Regions from separate parts of the Capsicum annuum genome. Here region 2 is linked to region 1. A link is a contact called in public Hi-C data. All regions are on one chromosome and are shown on one strand. The core of a region is the stretch at or near the end of the contact, and the rest is flanking DNA. Distances in the headings are between cores, read along the strand shown. Region 1 has its middle 49 kb from the start of LOC107841346. Region 2 has its middle 8.5 kb from the start of LOC124888477.

What was found. Hi-C and Micro-C count contacts between places; a contact is called where the count stands out from the background.
Region 2: a Hi-C map of leaf shows a contact between it and region 1, with 1.7 times the contacts expected there. The contact joins two enhancer-like sites. A contact is called at or near these places in 2 of 5 Hi-C or Micro-C datasets (leaf and placenta).

What each region holds. Positions count from the first base shown.
Region 1 is chr1:171,349,254-171,351,949 of UCD10Xv1.1, forward strand. No RefSeq gene overlaps it. Among protein-coding and RNA genes, the nearest start is that of LOC107841346, 49 kb to the left of the region's middle. Within about 2 kb of position 1,393, at least 3 of the 5 cell types and tissues checked have an H3K27ac peak or open chromatin away from gene starts, as enhancers often do.
Region 2 is chr1:171,445,351-171,448,046 of UCD10Xv1.1, forward strand. No RefSeq gene overlaps it. Among protein-coding and RNA genes, the nearest start is that of LOC124888477, 8.5 kb to the right of the region's middle. Within about 2 kb of position 1,306, at least 1 of the 5 cell types and tissues checked has an H3K27ac peak or open chromatin away from gene starts, as enhancers often do.

The DNA of each region.
Region 1 (2,696 bases), core at 143-2,642:
AAGTTAGATGAGTATCAATCATATTTATAGAAGTATTTCCTTAATAGAGTCATATTTTAGGAGTATTATTCTATCCTATTTTGGAAGTATTTTTCTAAGTGATCATTAAAAAGAAAAATATTAATTGATTTTCCTTCCATATATTTTAGGAGTCCCATATATTCTAGGAGTTTGGTTAATATAATAAAAATAATTAAATAATAAATTGAAGAAAATAGTGAAAAGATAGTTTTGTCTAAAGGAGTGGGGGAAACTGAACATCAATCAAATAAGTAGGTTTATTTCAGAGGAAGCTCTGTCTTATTGAATTTATCCTTGAATTCCATCTGTTTTCTTCTTTGTTTGCGAGAATTACTCATAGGACGACCCACCGGTATACCAAGACTTGAACGGATAGAATCATACAACCGCTGTCGATGCCGGTGCTGCTTGCTGACGGCCCTTCGCTTACTTCTCTGGAGTCAGTGATGTTGTTTTTTCCATCACGGAAACTGCTCGCTGTGCCCGGGTCAAGGAGATTCGATTTGCTTGGTTGGGTCTTCACACTTTTAATATATTATAATATATATATATATATATATATATATATATATATATATATATAATATTATAGATATAAATTATTCAGGAGTGTACTGAATCAGTCAAATGACCCGCCCCAAATTCTACATACCCGATCTTTTTACAAACCCACTAGTTTGACATTGCAAGCCTTAAACTATAAGAGCAAACAACATATTTTTTGATAGTTTAGAATTAAATTATAAATTTTTTTGTGATTTTGTATAATTACTGAAAATTTCAGTTTTGTTCTGTCGGGATACATGATTAGCTCTCGATATATTCAATAAAGATACAATTTTTTCTTTGCAAAGATAAATAATTAGCTCCTGATGTATTTTTTTGATTTTGGGTCTGTTAAGGTATGTAATACATCCAATGAAGATACATTTTTTTCTTTGTAAAGATTTATAATTAGCCCCCGATACATTTTTTCCTATTTTGAGTTTGTTGAGATATATAGTTAGCTCCCGATACATCCAGTAAAGATACATAATTCATTGAAATTTTTATAATTACTATGTAAGAATAAAAATTTATATAAATATAATAAGTTAAGTAGTACGTATTAGTATTATTTTTTCAAGAATATATTCACGTATGAGTTTGATTCAACCCTTTCTTGGTACCTCAGTGTTAGATACAAAATGGGGTCTACGTTTGGCCAAAAGAGAAGCTGTTGAACAAGACATGTACCGAAGTTTCATGTCAAGTCTTTAATCAAAAAGTTGAAGAAAAAAACGTAGAAAGTATAATTGGAGTCGTTATCCAATAGGGAAATTATTGATTTACCTAAATTCACTAAACATAGTGCGTAAAGGACTGTCCATCACTTCCCCATTATTTAGAGCGGGATACACACTCGCTCTTTAAGGTGTCAGTCATTGCCATAGTTATATCTTCATGGTGGAAATAACGTCTAATCAAAATAATGGGTACTCAAATAAAGCACATTTATTAGCATGTGTAAAAGCAAGTCATTTTTCGGAAAGGACAAATAAAATTTAAAAGGTTAACAAAGGAAGTACATTCCAGCTCCACTATAGCGGTAATATTTATTTGAAAATTTGATGATGTTATATATGTATTTGTTAACTAATTTAATAAAAAAAAATTATGAATGTGAAAAAAACAAACACCAACGGATGGAAAATTTTAGTATGGACCTCATGCACCAAGTCATCTTGCATGAGGCACCTAATATTTTGACATAAATCTTTTTGGGTCTCACTACTTAAAAGAATTCTCATTTTTTATTTTGTTGTGTTCTCATTTATTTAACTTTTTTATTTTTTCAACAAATCACTTTTTTTCTTTTTCTTTATGGGGTTAATTTTTATTTATTATTTTTTTGTTTTTCTTTCTTTGTTCTTTTCTTCAATTTTTTTTCTCGTATTACCATAATAAATAAATTCAAGTTTTTACTCTTTTGCTTCGTTTTTATTTTCTCCTAATTTTTATTTGTTGATATTTGTAACAGATTACTTTTTTGGTCACTCAATCATGGTAATAATTTATATTTTTTAATTATTTAATTTTTTTTTAGTGTAAAAAAATTTGGATATTGAAAACTTGAAATTAAATCTCATAAGTAATAAATTTATCTTTCTTAAGTCTATATGATATTATTTAGTATGGTTTACTATTATTAAAGGCATCTTTAATATCTAGAAATTAAAGAATCATCATATATTTTTTTTTTATTAAAATATCTTATAAACCCCGTTTGGATAAGATTAGAATCTGGTCAAATCAATTTTTAATTTCTTTTGTAACTTTTTTGTAGATGTGCAGTAAAATAAAAAAGTACTTAAAAAAATCAAATTTGATTAAAAAAAAGAAAAAAAGAGACATCGGGTACCCCAACTTTTTATATTTTATATTAAAATTCTTTTTAGTTTGATCAAGACATTTACATTTTTATCCCTTTTATTTTCTTCTAATTCCAATAATACCCCAAATTTGTAGCCCTTAAATATATAAAGAAAAACAAAAAAAAAATAAAGAAAAAAAACAAAAAAAAATTAACCCCAAAATAAAAGAGCAAAAAAATGAGTTTATTTAGACTCTGTAGTTAGCCGTTTTTATTTAGACAACTCATTGTTTTGCTTTTTTATTTTGGGGTTAATTTTTTT
Region 2 (2,696 bases), core at 56-2,555, 96 kb after region 1:
CCCGGGGTGTGATTAAAGAAGATATTGCTAAAATACCTAAAACTGAAGAGAAAGAAACGAACAGAGTATAAAATTAAAAAAATACAAAAATATTTTATTTTTGGGAGAAAATATACTTTGATCTTTATGACTTGGACACTTACACTGGATTAAGGACAACCAAGGAAGGAGTACTAAGTAGGATTTTACACCATATAAAAACCACATCCGCATTAACTCTGCTTTATTTTCTCATATCTACTTACCTGCTTTAATTACTTATTTATTTTGGTTCACTTATATAATTTATATACGCTTTACTATTATTATATATCTATTATTATTATTATTATTATTATTATTATTATTATCTGTTTGTCTATTAATATATATTATATTATATTATTATTATCTGTCTATTATTATTGGTATCAAAGCCCTAAGATTATAATAAAAGCTCTGATTCCAAGATTCTATTATATTATATGTATAATATAATATTATTAATATTATAATAATTATTATACATCTCAATAATAATCTCAGACAATAGAATTATTATTTATCCAATTTATTATTTATTAATAATAATACCTAATGTAACTATATGTCTAGACATAATAATGTATTTAATAATTATTAGGTATTATTAGACATTATTATTTACTAATAATAATACCTAATTTAATACCATTACTATTCATAATAATGTCTAGACAATTATTATGTCCTAATTTAATACCTAATAATACATAGTATGTATTATTGGTCCATAGAGTATGTACTTTGTTTACAAAATTGTATTTATATATATATATATATATATATATATATATATATATATATATTTATAAAGACTATTTTAATTTTTTTTTTCTCCATAAATATGAAATTTGAGTCGTTGAAATAATAAAACTATTTAATTAGTATATGGAGTATTAATTATAGAGTCATTTATTATTACAATATTAAAAAAATAGAGTAAAAATAACAAAAATAGAAAAAAAAACTCAAAAAAAGGCGAAAAAAATGATATTTGGATATTTAGTGCCACGTGACCTTGAGCTTTAACTCAACCTCAAAAGTTAGTTAAAAGAGAGGTTATTCAAATTATATTAAAGAGATTACTCGTTGATGTAGACTCTTCACACTCTCCCCACACTCAAATTTGGATATTTAGTGCGTGTGCAACTTTATGTGGGGACTCAACATTTCAGATATGGATTAAAATGAATCGTGTTTTGATATCATGTTAAAGGAATGAAATTTGAACCTATGTCAACTCTATAAATTAGCTCAAGAGGTTTGACTTTTCAAATTATATTAAAGAGGCTACTCGTCCCGTAACAACTGATGTGACACTCTTTACCCACCTCCCCCCACCACCCTTCCTTATGTCACCTCTAGAATCAGATATTTGGAGCATCAAGAATTGAATATGTAGGCTCAACATTAAAAAAATAATACCTAATTGAAATGAATTCTACCCTGATATTATATTAAGAGAATGAACTTTAGACTTAATTCAAGTTCAAAAATCAGTTGAATAGATGAGTGTTATCTAAATCATATTAGAGAGATCGTGTAATATTTTTTAAAGGATCGATATTAAACTCTTCACGTTTGAAAGGAACATAAAACAAGTTTAATATTTTTAAAGAGAATCATTTTAACAAGTTGAGTAGGAATTTGTAGTGTAGAGAGTAGTGTGAAAGAGGAATATATGATCATAATAATAATCGGATGAATAGTAAGTAATTTGTCCTATTAAAACAGTGAGATTTTGGAGATCGAAGAGGACATTGAATTGTAACGGCAACACACAAAATCAACGTGGGTGTCTGTATTTGTGTGCCACCCAACCACATAAGCAGCCAAATGTTTTCACGTGTAGCCTGTGAATTCTCTTACATAAAACAAAATTGTATTATTATGGTTAATTTTTCCTACAATTAGTTCATGTTTTAGTCTCATATAACAATGATGTTGTAGTTTATTTCTGGTCCGGGTGACCCTCTGGCAGAGATGATTATGTTTTTTTATTGTAATACTACTTGTTACAAGAATTTTCTTTTATCTACTATTCTTATCTTTTTTAAAAAAAATTAAGTTATTAATGATTAGATAAGCGAAAAATTACCCTCTCAAATGTCAAATTATAGAATAATGTAACATATCGATCCTTGATTTTGAGAATTAGAGCTAAATTTTGTGCTTGGAAGCTTGAATTAAGTCATATTTATTAGTCCTTTTTTAATGTATGTGACATTATTTGACAAAGTAAGAAGTCTAAAAAAGAAAAGAAAGATTTTTTAAATTTATTTCCAAAACAAGCATTAGATATTTGTGGGGATATGAATCATCTCCTTAAGTGGTCTTTGGGAATAAATTATCCTAGAATCAATTATTTTGAGATTAAATATCCCCGAATAAGTTATCCTACCATATATGTGAGATAACTTATTCGATCACAATAGTATAAATAATTAGATAAATAATTTTGAGACTAACTAAAACGATAAGTAAAACGCAGGATAAAATATTCCTGCAATTTATCTCAAAATTATTATATCTTATAACTCACACCAAATGACTCATAACACTCTATTTGGACGATGGTTTGTCGTGGATGGTATGGTATGGTTAGTATGTGAACCATGTTTGTTTTAATTATTTCTTAAATTTATGGTATAGTATGATTTAATTTCATGGTTTGA